Regions from separate parts of the Lactuca sativa genome. Here region 1 is linked to region 2. A link is a contact called in public Hi-C data. All regions are on one chromosome and are shown on one strand. Each heading gives the region's core, a stretch centred on a gene start, on an enhancer-like site or on the middle of the called end of the contact. The rest is flanking DNA. Distances are from core to core; before and after follow the strand shown.

The links. A called contact is a pair of places that touch in the nucleus more often than the background predicts.
Region 1: a contact with region 2 is called in a Hi-C map of leaf, with 4 times the contacts expected there. The contact joins the promoter of LOC111876175 here to the promoter of LOC111876176 in region 2. A contact is called at or near these places in 2 of 4 Hi-C or Micro-C datasets (both in leaf).

The regions. Positions count from the first base shown.
Region 1 is chr1:27,217,367-27,222,933 of Lsat_Salinas_v11, forward strand. It overlaps LOC111876175 (probable E3 ubiquitin-protein ligase RHG1A), which reads left to right and starts at 3,245. Exons shown (of 6, transcript XM_023872701.3): 1 at 3,245-3,626; 2 at 4,238-5,567. The coding sequence starts at 4,285.
Region 2 is chr1:27,080,672-27,086,348 of Lsat_Salinas_v11, forward strand. It overlaps LOC111876176 (probable serine/threonine-protein kinase At1g01540), which reads left to right and starts at 2,874. Exons shown (of 7, transcript XM_023872702.3): 1 at 2,874-3,683; 2 at 3,857-3,961; 3 at 4,058-4,180; 4 at 4,257-4,427; 5 at 4,719-4,848; 6 at 4,924-5,133; 7 at 5,386-5,677. The coding sequence starts at 3,019. The coding sequence ends at 5,520.

The DNA of each region.
Region 1 (5,567 bases), core at 1,995-4,494, 140 kb after region 2:
CCGAAGCCTCGAGAAAAGAGCCTTTTGGCTCAGGAACGCTGCTCCAGCGAAGCCCGGTTTTCGAGAAAACCCGCTGTAAGTGAGCTATGCCTACCCTATCTTTTGTATAACTTATGTTTCAATATAGTAATGTTATTAGGACCTTATAAGGAGTATTTGGGCTATTATTATGGGTTATATAAGTATTGTTTAACGCTTATATAATAGTAATAATATTCAGACTATTAATTAGTCGCGGTTATCGTTAGACTAAACCCTAGTGGTATTGATACTAAGTTTTATCGAAGGAGAATTGTTTTGAGAATATCGAAGCGTTGTCCGAGTGCTGAGTCACCACCTTTCAAGTGAGTGCATAGTCCCTTTCATGAACATGATTTTAATACAAGTATTGATTGAAGTATTAATTATATGTTTATTTGCGAGTTAATTGATGTTGCCTGAAATACGTGTTAAAGAAAATACCTGATTATATATGATGATTTAGGATAAAGAGTAGACCTAAATTAATTATGAGGAATATTGGGTAGTATTTCTTACGATTACAAGTGAGTTATACTCAGATAATAAAACTTTAGTATATGTCATTTATTCGGGAGCATGGATTAGACACAGTCATTGTCCCTAGTCCGAGAGTATGGATTGGACATAGTCAACTGTCACTAATTCGGGGGTATGGATTAAGACATAGCCAGTTGTCCTTAGTCCGAGAGTATGGATTAAGACATAGTCATTCTTCCCTAGTCCGAGAGTATGGATTAGTCATTCGTCCCTAGTCCGAGAGTATGGATTAGGCATAACTATTCGTCATTAATCTGAGAGTATGGATTAGGTAAAGCCGTTCATTTCTGATCCGGGAGTATGGATTAGGTAAAACGGTTAATCTTAGGTTTGAGAGTATGGATAGTCTCGCTGTGAGGATCGACGGGGTGGGATAAGAGTTGCTTATACATATAAAGTGAAATTGTATATTTTGTAGGCTCTAAATTATATATATGATATAACATTGTGGGATTGAAATCCCTATGTATTCACCAGATTTCCCAACCTGACCCACTCAGTTTATTTATATCACAGGTGTTGATATGAAGTCACATTACACTGAGAGATTAAGGAGATATAAATCACTAGTGTAAATAAATGTAAGTTCCGTTTATGCTTATGTTTCTGTATTGACAATGACATCCCAAACGTTTTTGAATAAAATACGTTTCTTCGAAAATGTTTTGATAATGTATTTATCGTGTTTTCTGGGAACAAATTCCGCAACATTTTTATGGAAAGAAGTACTCTGATTTTTAACAAAGCATAAACAAAATCGGTATTTTCTGGCCGTGGAAAATGGGGATGTCAATATATATATATATATATATATATATATATATATATATATATATATATATATATATATATATATATATATATGATCCCAAAAGAAACGACTTAGGCCCTGATACTTGTTTGACCAAGTTGGGTAAGACCTTTTTGGCTGACTCACCCAACTAAATTTGTTTGATAAACATTTTTTGTGCGTCTGAATCAGAAAGAAAAAGTTGATTGGGAAAGACGTTTAAAATCAGCTGACTGAGAAAAAAGGGAGGTTTCCACCGGTACCTTTGCCTAACATATCTTCCAGCGACTCCCTTTTTTCTCCTATTTCAGGGACTCCTTTCTTCTCCAGCAACCACCAAGCAAAGTCGACCCCATTCTTCCTCTTCCACCCATCGATCGAAGCTCCTTCCCCATCTCATCAGGTACGTTTCTGTTTTCATGTTCCGATTTTATCTATGAAAGTTCCGATTTTTGCCATCTTGGACCCACTCTTTCTCTACAAGTTTTAATTTTTGCTGTTGAGAGGGATACAAATTTCGATTTTTGTTGTTGTTATGTTCCTTTGTTGATTTTGTTGTTGAAAGTTCCGATTTTTCAAGTGATTTGTTGTTTTGCTATTTAATGTTCCTTTCTTGAATTTGTTGTTGAATTTATTCATACATGAACATATAGATACATATCTGATCACACATACCTGAACACATGATTTTATTCATGCTTGATTTTGCTGATTTTTGTTGATAAGTTCATATTTTTGCTGATTTTTGCTGATAAAAGGTGGGAGTAGTATTGTTGAGGTGACTATTTAGGAGAGTTTGAGGTTGAAAGTGGAGAAGAATTGAGATGAAACTGGGATTCCAATGACATCAAATAAGGACTGAAGGCGGAAATGGATTGTGTGTTGGAGGGAAATGAAATCAGGTGAAAAATATGATAAGAGGAGGATTGATAGCGAGAAAGGAAGAGTTAAAAAAGGATGTAATTTTGAAGTGATTATAGCTCTGGAGGAATGTGTGGATTGATTTTCTGATGATCTTGATCGAGGTTTTCTCCCCATTGAATTTGAAGACTTCTTCGGAATTGGTGATTCCATAGTATATTGAGGTGGAAGTTTGTATTTGAAGTGTGAATTAATGGTATAAAATGTCGCTGAAAAGTATTCTAGCTACGATTACTTGTTTTTGCATTCATTATATTCAAGAAGTTGTTTTTTGTATAGGTTTGCTAGTGTTTGGTGTAATTGAGGATTTAGATTTTTAAAGGATTTGTGTGTAATTTACATTTTGTATGAAAATTTGTATGTTTTTATAATTCTTGAGCAACTTCATCAAACACTGGACAAATAAATAGGATAAAATGGTTATTTTTCATCAGTCAACATATTTAATAAGATATACAATCAAACAATATGGTTTCTTACTCAGTCCAAATTTATTAACAAGACAAACATTTTCCAATCGATACTTTATCAGTCAACAACCATCACACGAAACCTTAAATATGAATACCTACCTATATTTATCTAGATTGTAATATATACTCACTTTTTGTTATACACAAATTAGATAACAAACAAAATAAAATAATATCGCGTGGGATTTGAAATTTAAAAATGGGTTGCAGAGTTGCAGAGATCTTTTTACCCGAAAAAGCATACATGGAAAAGACGTTAAATAGTAAGATGAGTGAGTAGTGAGTCGTAGGGGCTTAACGTGAAAGCGAATGCAAAGGCTTTTGAGTCTGACTGAAGAGTAAAGAGTGAAGAGGAGGTGCTTGGCGTGAAGAAGAAAACAAGAAACACAGCTTCACAGTTGATCGGCTCGGCGTGCATTGGGACAGGAGGAGAGACAAACACCATTTGGTAACCACACCCACACACATTACCTTACCCCTCTTTTTCTTTTCTTTTTTCTTTGGGAAACTAGCGACTTTTCACTCTTTCTCTCTCTGGGTCAGATTGTAATTTAAAGATTACCCTCTCCTCTTTAATCCAACCATCTCTCCATCTCTCTCTCTCTCTCTCTCTCTCTCTCATGTCATTTTACACCCACAAAACACAATTTCATCTTTGATTCTCTCCCCATGTCTCTCTAAACCCCCTCTTCCTCTTTGAAAAGGGGTATCTGCTTCAAGAATCAGAAGCCTGATTGATTGATTGATTGTTTGGAGAGAGGGGGTGCGGTAAAGACGAAGTCGTTTCGATCACCATCTTCGCCTTCTTGGACAACCGTTTCGAACTCTTCTTATACCCGTTCATCTTAGATCCATCGCCTACAATCTCTTCGCTTTTTCGTTTGGTATGTTCTTCGACACACCTTTCATCCATCATTCTCGATGATGCCCGCTTTCTGCTTTCTGTATTTTGTAATTTCTCATCTGGGGTTTACTTATCTTCAAGAAAATTTTCTTCATTTCTGTTGTATTTTAATCGAGACGCTACGTTTCCCCCAAAACTTTTTTTGTTTTTTGTGCATTTTTTCGTGTGTTGGTAGATTCACACCCTTTTTGTCTATATACCATTTGATACTTCTTTTGACTGTTTCAATAGTTTGCTATTTATCTTATTCATGAACGAATTCCTCCAATTTCATCGAGTTTATGATTATGTTCTTGAAATAATGCTTTATGTTTCTATGTGTTGGGTGTATGCATATATTTATCTATATGCATTGATTGTAGATTTGGGTAAATCCATTGCTTGTAAATGGCTTGCTCGATTTCTGCAAATTAAGTGAATTTGACTCCAGGTTTAGTGGGTGGGTGGTGTTTGGTTGCAAAAGTTTTCTTCTTGTTCACTTTGTTCTTGTTTTCATTTTTCCGATTCAATTTTAATACTTGTTGGGTTCAAAATTGGGGAAACTTCTTTTTTATGCATAACAATAACATTAATATCTCTGAAAAGTTTCAGGCTTTCAACGAAGTTGCGATCATCTTGGTAGATTGTTGGTTGGTCTAATGCAAGGACAGAGTGGTGCTATCGGTTCTTTTCCTGCAACATTAGGGTTCGAACATGGTTCGTCATCAAGTGATGCAAACGTAATCGATCAGCAAATCTGCTTTGAAAACAATATGCAAAACTCTCCATCAAATGATCTGTTTCTGAACTCAACAAATCAAGAAGGACAGAATTTAAGTATGTGGAATGTTGGTGAACCCAGTTCAAGTTCTTCTTTAATGAAATCTTGCCCTGAATCACCATCAAGTTTGCTTTCATTATGTGATCATAACAATGTCACCATGAATCTATCAAATTCTTTATCAATGGCTACTAGTAGTAGTAGTAGTAGTTCCCCTCTTTCTGACCCTTTTGGATCATCTTCTGATCATATTGAATTGGATGAACGGAGATTGTCTCGGAAAAGAAAAGCAGTGGAATTAGGACAGTCTTCTTCCGGAAATGGAATTGGAAGCTCGGACATGTTTCAAAGGGCGGAAAGTGGTTCGATCACATGGCATGGAAGCGAAGCTACTCCAACTTCGGAATCAATTATTCCGAGACTTGGATTGAGTGTTGGTGGAGGAAACGAGAATTCCCGTGTTGAAAACACTCGTAGAAATGTTTTGAGGATTACATCTTCTCATCAACAAGATTTATTACCGAGTAATAGTGATAATCGGGAACCCGATGTTTCGGGTTTATATCCTTCTCTGAGACTTAACCCTGTAGATTTTTTAACACCACCTGTAGCAGTGACATCAGATGATTTATCGAGTCAGAGTGGTCAACCGGCTTTGAGGATTCCGGCGTTGAGAAGGAACATTCAATCGACATCGAGGTGGAGTAGGAATCCAAGCTCGAGATCCAACCGATCATCATCGAATCTTGTCATTTCCGATCGGAATGAACCTGATTCCATTTCCGACCATCCTCTGTTTGCCCAGCCGAGTGATGCGAGAACCGCTGTCCAAACCGAACTCAACTGGAGTGCAAACGGTGGTGGTGGGGCCGTAAACAACGTCGGAATTGGTGTTTCTGATTCTTCTCGAGCCTCACCGAATTCAGGGCCGATTCCGACATCTGCAGCACCTAATTCCGTTCCACCTCGTGGCTCCCCGCATTATCATCCCCGAAGGCTATCGGCATTTCTTCGTAGATCTTTATTGTCGGCTTCTGATTCCGAGGCTGGTGGTGGACCGAACAGTAATCTTTTCCCTCGACTGCCACCAGCGATTACTACTTCGGAATTAGGGATTCCAATTCCGCCTGTAGTTAGCGGCCCAGGACAACATCATCAACC
Region 2 (5,677 bases), core at 1,624-4,123:
TTTGTTTTAGCTTTTAAAACCTTCATTTGACTTCCAATAGTTTGTTATTTTGATCATTTGACTTCATTAATAATGTCACTTAACACATATTGGTCGATATGTCATTTTTCTGCCATATTTTTCTCAATAAGATACTATACTTTAGCTTGCCTCCCATTTCAATTGAAATTGTCATCTTAGACTAGAGGGAGTGGGTGCGGTTAGAACCGCGGTTTGGCCAACTCAGCATGCACCACAATGTCCCTTGTGTACGGTTCGAACCACACTCCCTCCTTCTACGGCTATTTACTACCGCACTCCCTCCTTTCTTTCTAAACTCTCTCTCTGCTTGGCTATTTGTTTGGGCTGGTTTAAACTTGTATTGGGCTATAAAACCCACAAATGAAGCAAATTAATATGAGTATTTATTTTTGTATGTTTTTTTTAGCTTGTATTTTTTCTAGATAATGAATAAAATATGAATTTTTTGGGTCTATATTTGTTCCACTAAATATGACAAGGATTTAATTTTTTGGGTATATATATATATATATATAAAAGCTAAATAAAATTTGAAGTTTTTATTTAAATTAAATTTTTTACTAACAAGCTTGAATATTAGAATATATACCCATTAAAAAACATAATATATTTATTTTATTTTATTTAGCATGGTCCCAAATACTATTTTATATTATCTAATTTATTAAGAATATTTTATTCCCTTAAAACAACTAATATTTTTTTCTTGCCCGAATAGCAATATTAAAAAAAATGCACCACTCCTTGGATGTGGCAAGAAACCACACTTGTATGGTAAAAAATGATGTGTTGTATATATGGCAATGAAGGGAATACGGTTTCGGTAGCACCACTCCCTCTCCCTTCAACCTTATGTCTTCCATTTTCTTTTTAAATATATAATATTCCAATCTTGCGTCATTTATTTCATTTATTACTTTTATTTCGGTAGGATTATTGAACTTCAAAAGTCCACATTCATAAAACATATATCATTTCGTAGTAACTTACAACAATATTGAGCTTGTACCTCACCCTTTTAAACATAGAGCAAATTACTAAGCTAGCCCAATTATGTAATTAGTTAATCATTTTTAGCCAAAAATTAGCAATTATCCAAAAATAGCCCACAAAACCGTAGGTAATTAGAGTGGACTACTGTATCGCCAAATGGTCTACTGTTTCGGATTAAGTATTAAAAAAAATAAAAAAAATCATTTTGAACATCTAAAACCATAGATTATTTTAAAACCTACGATTTTCTCTCGACAAACTTTAGTTTTCCAAACCGTAGCCTACGGTTCTGGGTTAAAGTCTGGGGTTTTATTTTTAATTTATTTTTAAAAAATAAATGGATAATAGTTTTTCTGAGAATTGTTTTGATAAAAAAAATATTGTTTGTAAAATGTAGAGTAGTTTTTTATTGGTTATAACCTTTCTTTGAAAAAAAAAATACGTAGGTTTAAGAGGACCTACGGTGTACAACCTTTTAATGCACAAACTGTGCATTAACTGATTATTCAACATAAGTTTCCAAAAAAACCTACGGTTTCGTTAATTTTTTTTAAAAGTTTTTTGAAAAAAAATCATGGAATCATAACGTAGATATAATTGGTTGCAGGTTACAACATTTAAAAAAAAAAACGAAAAAAAAAATCCGTATGGTCCTACGGTGTACAAGTCCACACTGCACAACCTGTGCATTGTGGACTTGTACACCGTAGGTTTCGTATGAAGCCTACGGTTTTAATATTTTTTTTCTCGGGTTTTTTTTTTTTTAAATTTATCCTCATGTACAAAAACTACTCATAATCAAATATATGGTAAAAATTTGACAAAAAAATAGACGTATCTCGTTGTTTTTCGAGTGCTCTATTGAGAGAAAAAATTGTAGGCAAACCAAGAAAAAAAATACCAAAAAGTAACATAATCTTAAAAATTATATATTATATAGTATAGGCCAATGAGTCACGAAAGAATAGACAGATCGGAAAATAGTAATTCATTGCCCTAAAACAGTAGATTACCCCCTTTGACCGTAGTCAACTCTAGCCATTTACTATTTTGAGGACTATTTTTGGCTAAAGTTTTTTTTTTGGTTATTTTTGGGTAGATAATTAAGGAAAATAGCTAGATTAGTAATTCCCTCTTAAAAATACGTGCTTTAACTATATTGTAACGATAGTTAAAAATATGTATTTTAATATTATTAAATCTAAATTTATTTATTACTGATTATTATAGTACAATTATTTGATTAATTGTGTTTCCATAAGCTTTCTTATATTGTTTTCTTATAGAGTATTTATTATTATACTTTGATTAATTGACCTAATTTTTTATTGCATTTGGTTTCAAGACAATGATTAGTTTCTATTTAAGAATATGTGTACTCCACTCCTGAAAAAATTATATTCGCAAAACATCTACCCAAAGTAAAAGCAATATTATAAATAAAATAAAACCATCAATATTAACAAAACCCAATAGACCATCGATTAAAGTCGCATGTCACATCCACATTTTAACATCAACAGGTGACTAATTATTAAATTACTGTTAAATCAAATTATACTTAAAATTCATATATTTTTAGTCAGCTTTTATTTTGATAATATATTTTAGAAAACAATATTAAAAATATGTACTATATTTATAATTAAATCCACAAAACATAGTAGAACATTATTTTAGATAATTAATTCTACTATTCAATTATTAACTTTACATCATAAATCTTTACAGACTTTAAATTAGGAAACTATCTAAATTTAATTTTGTATAGAGTGGGGTCGCTATATTTCTAGAAGTCCCATCAGTCCAGCTTTAGACCTCCCCACCCTCCAACTCCCAAAATCCCCACTCAATTTTCTATCCATTAATACTACCACTACCATTAGCCTCCTTTTTTGTCTTTCTTCTTCGTTATCTTTTCCAATTGTCTCTTTGTAATGTAGCATCATCGTACTAAGGTCATCACCGCAAACCAAAGAAGAAGAAAGAAGAAGAACAACAATAATGTCTGGTTTTCTAAACGATGAGCTCTCGAAGAAAACCTCGATTTTCGGTTTAAGATTATGGGTTGTTGTTGGAATTTGCGTTGGAGCCGCTATTGTGATCTTGATGTTCTTAATTTCACTCTATTTCACCTCAAAACACAACAATTCCTGCAAAAAAACCAAAACTTTACCTCAAAAACCAACAATTCCAAACATCTCTAAAGAAATTCGTGAAATCCGCATCGACCCGACCCGAACACATAATCAAGAAACCCCAAACACCATCCATAAACATCAAAATACCGGTCAAAACCCGTATCCCGAATCTGATTCTTTAGCTGTAGTTGATAGGCATGCAGATGATGAGAGTAAATTAAATGGGTACCAGAAAATTCAGATAGATATTGGAAAGAAGCACCGGATTTCTTACCCGGAAAAGGGCGGTGGCGGTGGCGGTGTGTCGTCTCATGAAAGCGGGTCCGGCGATCAACTGGCACCCACATCGGTCCAACCCGAGGTTTCCCATTTGGGTTGGGGCCATTGGTATACTCTTAGAGAGCTTGAAATTGCAACAAATGGTTTTGCAGATGAGAATGTGATCGGTGAAGGTGGATATGGGATTGTTTATTGTGGAGTTTTAGTGGATAGAACCACCGTTGCTGTCAAGAATTTGCTCAACAACAGGTTCAATTCTGATATTCCATAACATGCATATAACAATTTGATCATATTCCATTAATAAATTTGTAGTCTTGATTGTGGTTTTTGTAGCATATATCGCCCCACAATTTTGTTAATCTTTCCAATTTATGAATAAGCTCACAACATACATGTTCTCGTGCTTTTGTTTTGAACAGAGGACAAGCAGAGAGGGAGTTTAAAGTTGAAGTAGAAGCAATTGGACGCGTACGCCATAAGAATTTAGTCAGATTGCTTGGCTATTGTGTTGAAGGAGCTCACAGGTACCCCACAAATAATCCCCTTCGTTTCAAAGTTCAACTGTTCTTTTTTTAATTTTTAATTCAAACTGCGTAATTTATGGTGTCTTTCCCATTTAGGATCCTTGTTTATGAGTATGTAGACAACGGAAACTTAGAACAATGGCTTCATGGAGATGTGGGTCCAACTAGTCCGCTTACATGGGAGATACGAATGAACATTATACTCGGAACAGCCAAAGGGTACATTCTTAATTCTAACTTTTCAATCTTTTTTCCATGTGATTTGAAACCCTTTATGGATTATGACAATTCATAGGTTGACCTATTTGCACGAAGGACTTGAGCCCAAAGTTGTTCATCGTGATATCAAATCAAGCAACATTTTGATCGATAGGCAATGGAACCCTAAAGTTTCGGATTTCGGCTTGGCCAAGCTTTTGGGCTCGGAAAGCAGTTATGTCACCACCCGAGTCATGGGAACATTTGGGTATGTCATTACTTTTTTCACATTTATGGCCCCGAGTTTCAGGGTTTGAGTCTCAGCAGCTGCAGTGTAAATTTTAGTTCCACATTGGATTAGGCTTTTGTTGGCATTAGGCTATTATGTTAGACGCCTAGCAGGCCACTGTTACCTGATTCACATCTCACATGATGCTTCTGTCTGGGAGATGTGGGCCAGCTCAGGGTGGTTTGAATAATAACCCCCTTTTGCAGAAATTCTTGACATTTATAGTCTTTAATGTTAAATGATGAAAACAAATACGATTTTGGTTAATAGGTATGTTGCTCCGGAGTATGCAAGTACTGGCATGTTGAATGAAAGAAGCGATGTTTATAGTTTTGGGATTCTTATTATGGAGATAATTAGCGGTAGAAACCCTGTAGATTATAGCCGGCCTCAAGGAGAGGTTTGTTAGTGTCAACTTATTTTATTTTGTTTATGTTGTTTTCATTATATTGGATTCTAATTAAAGTTGACACAGGTAAACCTTGTTGATTGGCTTAAAGCGATGGTAACAAATAGAACCGCTGAGGCAGTTTTGGATCCTAAAATCCCCGAGAAACCGTCTTCAAGAGCATTGAAGCGTGTTCTTCTAGTAGCATTACGTTGTGTGGATCCAAGTGCTCAAAAAAGGCCGAAGATGGGTCACGTTATTCACATGCTTGAGGCCGATGATTTTCCTTTTAGAGATGTAAGTTTGTATATCAAATACATAATTTTTTGTCAAAACTAAAAATGCATTCCAATTCCAATGTGGATTGGGCTACTTTACGTCAGCTAGCTAGGGAGTTGTTGTGTACCTGTACCTACCTGTACCTGACTTACATCTCACATTATGGTCTTGGGGCAGGCGATGTGGGTCAGCTCAGGGGTTGTTGGAAGAATGACTGTTTATTAATTTGTTTATTTTTATAAAATCATAATCCTGGTGTCTATGTTGTAGGAACGGAGAGGGTCTCGAGAAACCGCAAGGGAGAGACCGTTTGAGAAACGACATGTTGAGTCGGGTGATAGTAGTGGATATGAAAGTAGCATTCAAACAAGCAAATCAATATGGAAAAGGGAAGAACAACTCTAGAAACTACTCCCTTAAGTTAAGAGTTGACATTTGTGTATAATGTTGTCGATTCGTGCCATTCATGTAAGTTCACACGTTCACGATTACTCATTGTAGAGATTTCATAGCATTAGCATTGGTTTTGAGTTTTCTGAGTTGTTTATGCTCATAATGCGTG